2 separate regions of the Ovis aries genome follow, and region 1 is linked to region 2. The links are chromatin contacts, called in public Hi-C maps. All regions are on one chromosome and are shown on one strand. Each heading gives the region's core, a stretch centred on a gene start, on an enhancer-like site or on the middle of the called end of the contact. The rest is flanking DNA. Distances are from core to core; before and after follow the strand shown.

Evidence for each region. Hi-C and Micro-C count contacts between places; a contact is called where the count stands out from the background.
Region 1: a contact with region 2 is called in a Hi-C map of skin fibroblasts, with 2.7 times the contacts expected there. The contact joins the promoter of FAM114A1 here to the enhancer-like site in region 2. A contact is called at or near these places in 2 of 16 Hi-C or Micro-C datasets (skin fibroblasts and tail adipose tissue).

The regions. Positions count from the first base shown.
Region 1 is chr6:58,806,017-58,809,996 of ARS-UI_Ramb_v3.0, forward strand. FAM114A1 (family with sequence similarity 114 member A1) reads left to right here and starts at 1,849. Exons shown (of 15, transcript XM_060416961.1): 1 at 1,849-1,923. It also overlaps a transcript of TLR6 not described here.
Region 2 is chr6:58,188,357-58,192,749 of ARS-UI_Ramb_v3.0, forward strand. No RefSeq gene overlaps it. Among named protein-coding and RNA genes, the nearest start is that of TBC1D1, 270 kb to the left of the region's middle. Within about 2 kb of position 2,920, at least 33 of the 54 cell types and tissues checked have an H3K27ac peak or open chromatin away from gene starts, as enhancers often do.

The DNA of each region.
Region 1 (3,980 bases), core at 599-3,098, 620 kb after region 2:
AGGCTACATGCACCCCAATGTTCACTGCAACCTTGTTTACAATAGCCAAGACATGGAAGCAACCTAAATGTCTACAGATGACTAGATAAAGAAAATGTGGGTAATGGAATATTACTCAGCCATTAAAAAGAACGAAATAATGTTATTTACAGCTACATAGATGGACCTAGACATCATCATATTAAGTGAAGTCAGACAGAGAAAGACAAATATAGTGGTGCTTATATGTAAAATCTTTTAAAAATTGTACAAATGAACTTTTTTTCCAAAACAGAAACAGATTCACAGACTTTGAGAACAAACTTATTGTTGTAGGGGGGAGGAGGGGGATAGATTAGGAGTTTGGGATTGATCTATATACAATAGATAACCAAGAGGAACAGGGAACTGTGCTCAATATTCTGTAATAACCTGAATGGGAAAGAATTTGAAAAAGAATTGATACAGGAATGTGTATAACTGAATCACTTTGCTACACACCTGAATCTAACACGACATTGTTAACGGACTATACTCCAATATAAAATTAAAATTAAAATTAAAAAAAACGGGTGTGTGTGGGCGGGGGGGTGGGGGGGTGGGGTGGAATGCCTGATTGCGCTATTGCCTTTCAGCAGGGTAGAGAGGGGCAGGTTTGGCAAAGGAACTTGCTGTGCCCTGTGCTAAGTCGCTTCAGTTGTGTCCGACTCTGCGACCCTGTGGACTATAGCCTGCCAGGCTCCTCTGTCCATGAAACCTTCCAGGCAAGAATACTGGAGAGGGTCGGGTTGCCATGCCCTCGTTCAGGGCATTTTCCGGACCCAAGGATCCAACCGGTATCTCTAATGTCTCCGGCATCAGCAGGTGGGTTCTTTGACCCAAGGCAAACATAAGTCACAGGCACGGTGTCTGTGGTACACCAAAACACACCTGGAATACAATTTGCTAACACCACTGAAGAACTCAGAAAAAAATAACTGCTTTCAACATTAAAATCTCCTTTTTATATAAAAATACATATACTATATATTCACAAGAATAGATTTATACTGTACATGCGCTCTTCTAAGTTTTCCCTGCCCTCACTTAATATTCGGCTATGGTCCGCCCTCCTTCCATATCAACAAACTGGACATACAGTTATAATTTCTAACGACTACAGCATACCTGGTCGTTTGAAGTTACTAAAAATTACTTCACCAATCTTTTGTTGGGAGGACAGTTTACTTCCGGGTTGTTTTCTGTGGCACAAACAATCACAGTCAACATCCTCGGACATACACGTGTGCACAGTTGACTGCTTACTTGGTACACATTCGCAGATGTGGAATTCCTGGGCCAGTGCTAACACATTTGAATTTTGATCCACGTTTCCAAACTGGCCTTCTAGAAAGTGTTTTTATTCGGTTGGCTGGTTTTAAATCAGATGACACTCTCACAAACAGGGTAAGGGAAAGCTATTTAAAGCACCATGCGGGGGGGTGGGGGCGGGGGCGGAGGAGTGGGATCGAAAACTCTTGCTGAACTTGAGCAACCCCTTCCTGGTTTAACTGCGCAGTTTCCTGGCCGCTTTTAAAGGAAGGAAAGGGAACGGGAGAGCCCCTAGATCCGCCCCGGGCGGGGGTGGGCGCCCCTCCAGCTCACCAGGCGGCACGAAGTTCGGAAAAACCAAGTTTCCGATGCTTGGTCGGAAATGCGGCCGCGACCCCCATCCTCGAGCCCCGCAGCCTGGGTGAGGGGGTGCCCGGACCTCCGCCGCGCTCCGGGCCGGGACCCTGGCGGGGCCGCGGGGGCGGGGCCCTGGCGGGGCCGCGGGGCGGGGCCGCGCGGCCAGCCCGCCCCGTCCCGCTCCCAGCCCGCCCTCCGGCCGCGTCCCCGCCGGCCCTGCCGACGTGGCGGGGCGGGACCCGGCGGCGCTCCCGCGCGCACTCGGCCGCCTGAGCGGTAAGAGCCCCGGGCACCTCTCGCCTTCACCCCCTTCCCCGGGCGGGCGCGGGGGCGGGGGGATGCGGGAACAGCTGCGGCGGGGTGACGGGGAGACCCTGCCGTCTCTGTCTATCCCGTTCGGTTCCCCGAGTCGGCAGGGGCTGGGCACCGGGCGCAGGATCGGAGGGAGCGGCCCTGGAGGTGAAGGTCCGGGCAGGCGCGGGCGGCGCGGCCGAGGGCCCCGCGTGGGTGCGGGCGTGTGAGTGTGTGTGTGTGAGTGTGTGTCGCTCCGGGTCCACGCTCATGCACACACCCACACGCCCGCACTCCTGCTCTGCCCCCTCGGCCGGCGTGAACCTCTGCGGAGCCTGCCTTGTGCTCCCGAAGTATTCGGTCCCAGCACAAAGCAAGTCTGAAAAAGTTTCCCCCAGGTCCCAGGTCCCAGTGAGAGGCAAGCTGCGGGGTGTCCGCAGCGGCGGGCACAGGCGAAGCAAGTCTCATCCCGGGGTTCGCCAGCCCTTGGCCTGGAAAAGCCGAGCTCCGGCCTTGCCCTCCCACCTAAGCTCATCATCCGTCATCTCTCCCGCTGCAGACGCCGGCACTGCCGGCGCTTCCACCCCAGCTAGCACCCTGAGCCAGCCCACCTCTATTCACAGCCTCCAGGTTGAGCCCCACTCCCCGCCCCAACCCCCCCACCCGCCGGCCCAGTCGCTCCTCTTCCTCCCTGGAACCAGGTATTTCTAACCATCTCAGATCAGGCACCTGAATTTCACTGCCCTTCCTGGAGTAGAAAGAACTCTGCATGAACTGTCAGGGTGATCTCTCTGTCCTTCGATGCCATCAGTTCTCATCCTAAACATCTTGAGAGAGTCAAGTGGGTGGCTTTTAAAGTCAATGTCCCGAACTCCAGAAGACCTCGTCCACCCTGAGAAAACTAAGTAGGCAGGCTTTCTCCTCAGAGCCTTCTCTGCCCTCTTTTCCTCCCGTTGCCCCTTCCCCACCTCACCTGTGTCCATTCCCTGCCTTTCCTTCCTTTCCTGAGCTCAGGAAAAAATCTGATAAACTTCTTAGGGCATAAGTTCTAAGCAAAAGAAGGGAACTTTGAGGGTGGGATCTGAGCCTCCTTGGAGCCAGTGCAGAAGGAATTTGAGGGTGGGAAGGAGCCTTGCTGATTCTCACGGATTCAGACATCATTAGACCAGGCTTACATCACACATTGTTTCTCTTTAATCAATATCAAACAATATATTTCAGTTCAGTAAATATTAGATCGTCGGAAAACAAGCTAGGTGCTTGTTGGTCACAGTTCTGGAGGAGAGACAAATGTCTCCTTTTAAAAAATGATACCAAAAAAATGATACAGAAATAAATACTCCTTAAAAATGCCATAGAAGTCTATGCAATGTATCTTCTAAAACATTGGAAGGAGTGGGGCAAATTTGGGAAAATTTCAAAGTAGAAAGTAACATTGTTGTTCAGCCACTGAGTCATATCAGACTCTGCCATCCCATGAACTACAGCGCACCAGGCTTCCCTGTGCTTTACTGTCTCCTGGAGTTTGGTCAAACTTACGTCCATTGAGTTGATGAAAGTGATTCTAGACACCGAGAGAAAAAAAAAAAAACAAAACAGGACTTTGCCAGGCAGTTGGAGGCAGGGCATCCTGGTCAGAAAACCCAGCATAAGCAAAGATGGAGATGTTTATGAGCTGCCTGGGCAGTGATGGAAAATGTGCTGTCTGTTGAGTTGAGAGTTCCAGGAGGCTGATAGAGAAAGTGGAGCTGGACTGTGAGGGGCCCCAGATGCCATGCAAAGGTGTTTAAACCTCCTGTTTTTTAAACAGGTCCTTATTTGTGTTTCATAAAGTTACCTGGCAGACGTGTGGAAGCCAGACTGGAGGAAAAAGAGTCTGGGCTCTGGGTACACATACTTGTCAAGTACCGCTGGAACTCTTGCAACCTGGTTAAGATCCTGTCATCCAGTTTTTGTTCCTGGTCTTTCACTGACTGACACTTTTTAAATTTGGAGGCAGTGATCTCACACAGGGTATTGTATTACCAACTCCTTATTTTGCC
Region 2 (4,393 bases), core at 1,670-4,169:
TAATGCAATTGTCTTCCCTTGGCCTAACAGGCTAAAATGAACGTGGCTGTGAAAGGAGCGTAGGAGCTTTTACACAAAAACAGCCAGTTACTTTCTCACCAGCTATCAGCAGATTGGGACTGTTCATTGAGGAGATTTATGATGCTTCCTGCAGCAGTGTTAAGTGCATTAAAAAAGAAAGAAAGAAAAAGAAAACTAAAACACTGGTCCTCTAAGTTTCTGAATAGTTTCCAAAGATTTCCAAGTCTTTCATTACCAGGAGAGATTCTGCTTTTGATTTTTGTTTTTGCTTTAAATCTACTTTGAACGTTTGTTATTGAACTTCTATTAGGTTTCCTTGAGGACAGTTCCCATCCCTGCATCAATTTGCTGGGGCTGCCATAACAAAGGATCACTGACTGGGTGGTATACACAGCAGACATCTGTTGAGTCACAGTTTCAGAGTTTCAAGTCCAAGATCAAAGTGTCGCAGGGCTGGTTCCCTCTAGGCAGTGAGGCAGGATCTGTCCCAAGCCTCTCTCCTAGCTTCTGCTGGTTTGCTGGCAGTCTTGGCGTCCTTCTATCTGTTGATGCATCACCGTGATCTTTGCCTTCCTGTTCACAGGGTGTTCAACCTGTACGTGTGTCTCTTTCCCTCTGTTTCCGAGGGGACCAGTCATGGTGCATTAGGGGCCCACCCTACTCTAGTCTGACTTTATCTTGATTGTATCTGCAAAGACTGCATATCCAAATAAGGCCACTTTCTGAAGTCCTGGGGGTTAGGACCTCAACAAACAGATTCCGGTGGTAGGGGGATATAATTCAACCTTTGACCTTGCCTGGGGCATGTCAGCATTGCTGGCTGGAACTGGAAGTGTGGACATCCACCTGCTTGCCTTTGATACAGAAACACTTGGCTCTTGGTACAAAACTGCAATCAAATGGGAAGCTATTTTATTTAAATAAATAAACTGTGTTTATTGTTCAGTCAGTGCATGTGAAGATTCTTTGTAGGGTCCAGACACCCTGTCTTCCTGTCCTTTGTAGTTCAACCTGCTGTTCAAAGTTAATTTCATATCTCCTACTATAAGGAAGGAGAAACATTGCTGTTATCATGCAAGCGCTCCTCAGAGCCTGGCTTGTATTGAAACAAAATAGATCTTTTCCCTTCAGTTTTCCTCCAACACCATTAAATTAAGGGTTGTTACATGGTACCTGGTGACCTGCCTCATCCTCCTACTCCTGGTGAAGATGGGCTCCCGGTGACCCTCTCCAAGATTGCCATGTGCCTCCCCCTTGATACTGAGCATGAAATGCGAGGGTTCCCTATCGTGTAAGAAAGTGTGAATGTTAAATCTGCTGTTTCAGTTTCATGCATTGGAGAAGGAAATGGCAACCCACTCCAGTGTTCTTGCCTGGAGAATCCCAGGGATTGGGGAGCCTGGTGGGCTGCCGTCTATGTGGTTGCATAGAGTCGGACACGACTGAAGCGACTTAGCAGCAGCAGCAGCAGCAGCAGCACAAATTATCTCCCTCTGTGTTCTGAACTCTGCAGGCGGTAATCATGGCCTTCCTAGCCTGTGATCTCTTTCCTTGGGTACCACACCCCAGCCACATACCCATGGCCCAGAGGGTGGTGGCCTGGGCAAGGGTGAGAGGAACAACCCCATTCCTGCAAAAACCAAGATGGCCTCATCAGACAACAGGACAAACTTACTTCTCTAAGAGTGTTTGGAAAATGCTGTAACTGTGGTCAAACCCAGCCATCACCTAAATATGAGAGTGAAAAATCACTTGTACAGTCAGAGACAGAGCTCTGGTCTCCAACCCTCTTTTAAAGGCTTTCTAGTTCTCACACTGGTTACATACTGCCTTTCTCTTTCTCAAGAAATCCATGTGGAGCTTCTCCCTACATGGGGGATCAATTTATTTGACCATCTACGTTTGGAAAATTGAATAATCTTACTAGAAATTGAAAATATTAATGTCAAAACATGAGACGCTTATAAACCATAATGCATAATTTTGCACAGTTAAAAATTTTTTTTAAAAGTCTAAGAAATTTCGGGCTGCTTGAAACTGATATGATACTCTATGTCAATTAATTCTCAATAATAAATCTTTAAAAATCCCTACTTGTACTGGATTCTTCAGACTAACCTATTTACTTTAATGTGACTTATTCTGTATGAGATATTTGTTCGCAAAGTTTGAGACCCATTGAAACTCATGGATTCAACTCATTTCTCCATGATTTAAATGACTTTGAATATGCTTTTCATCTGCTAGGGGTGTTCTTCCCTCACGTGATGAACTCCTATTTGTACCTCAAAACTCACCTCAAATCTTCCCACTCCCACCCCTGCTCCACACACATTTCTTTGCCTGCCAATTACAGGTTATCACCACTTTCTCTGTAGTGCGCATAGTATAAAACTTTACTTTTACATTTATTCCACGTTAGTGTCATGTATTTGTTTATGCATCTCTTTCATCTATCAGATTGGACACTCTTTCAGAGCAAAACTTGCTTATTTTTATTCATTCCCCTTCCCAGTGCTTAGCACTGGGCCTGACATACAGCAGATCTCAGCAAGTCTGCTGATTAAAAGCAATGTTTTCTTCACATTTTAAAAAACAACTGAAAAATCTCAGATGCTCCGAGTTGCTGCTACTTGAAATCCAAAAGGAGATTGTTAGTCCTTTTTTTTCTGAGTCAGCTGTGTGACTCCGTGTCCAGAAAACACAGGAGTTGCCCTGGCAGTGGGCTCAGGGAGGGTGGTCACAAGATCCTAGCCCCTTAGGGGGAGGGAGAGAGGAGGACGTCGAGGGAGGGAGCATCCAGCTGCTGGTCCAGCGGTGGGGCCTGCTGTCTCCCCCCTCCTCCGCCCCCTCACAGCCTCTCCCAACAGCTCTGTACTTACAGCCACTCAGACAAGCCCTGGCATTGTTTGCCTCTAGGGTAGGGTCAGAGGCCTTATAGGAATGGCATGATTCTACTTCCTTAAATAGCGACTTGGGAATGAAATGAGTAACCATGTCTTTAATTAGCCATACCCTAGAGGCCCGGAGGGGGCTGGTAAATGGTGGGCTCCCAGCCAAGATCAGCAGTGTGCGGCTGGTTCTCACTCCGTCCAGGGAGATTTACTGGGACGTTTTAGTTGCCTTTCTCCCCCAAGCTGTCCTGTCAGCTCCTGCTCCCTTCTGCCATCATTTCAGCCTCATGGGCTGCTCAAGGTTGACAGAAGCAAAGAAAGGAGGGGAAAAAGCTGAACTTTTCTGCACATCTCTTATGCACCAGGCTCCGTGCCAGACTCTGAGAACAACAAAGTAAAAGACGGGAGAAACCCGAGGATGCAACCCAACGAAAGCAAAACTCCTGTGGTCCAGTCCTGGAGCAGCATCAGAGAGGGCCCCAGCAACCAATGGCACTGCAGAGTGATTCAAGTCCCTTCCTTGTGCTCTTAAACTCAGTAAATAGAGTCTTCGTGGACATCCAGAGTTACTCTCAATATAACCTCTTCCCTTTTCTATCCGCTTCCTTACGCCCTCAGCCTGCCTTGCTTGGCATTCTTCCTTCAGCTCCCCCCAGAAAGCTGTCCCAGTCTACTCTATTTTTCCTTTCTTTAGTTTAGAGAAAATGTCTTTCTAGCCCTAGTCCTTATCTCTCATGTCTTCTAAACACCTCTTTCTTCTCTTAGTTTTCTCTCCCCAACTTTGACTCTATATCACAGCAAAGAAGAATCCTGGAAAGGGAGATTGCCATGCTCAGAACAGAAAGAGAGGTGGAAGCTGAGTGGAAGAAGCTTTGTAGCTGGTAAGGAGAGGGCAGCCAAGCTGGGGATACTTAGAGGACAGTAATCCCTCTCCTGTCGCTCAGATTTGTAAACAGCATGGAAGCTTGCAAAGCAGTGCAGCCAAGGCGTGGAGGAGGAAATGGACTCTAGTTGGTGCTGAGGGAGCACTTTCCCTAGGCAAAAGGCCTGAGATGAGTTTGGAAGGAAGGCTGGGAGTTCACCAGGAGGCCAAGGACAAAGGGATTTCTATTCAGAGGAAATGAGGAGAGTGAAGCCCCGCTGTGTAAGACAAGAGGAGGTTGAGTCCCTGGGTGGATTGTGTCAGGCTCCTGACCTCCAGGCTTTCCAGTAGGATCAGTGATTGCAGATGAGAGGCAGGATCCCTTCCTTTCAGCGATTTATCCTGAAACACAGGGTCCAACCAAGACTTCCAGGAAAAGTGCTGATGAGCTGGTAGGCAAGGCAGAGAGATGTCCCTTCCTTTCCAGAGTGTGTGCCTGCCTGCGTGCGTGCTTAGTGGTAGTCTGACGCCTTGCGAACCCCTGGACTGTAGCCCACCAGGACTCTGTCCATGGGATTTCTCCAGACAAGAATACTGGAGTGGGTTGCCATTTCCT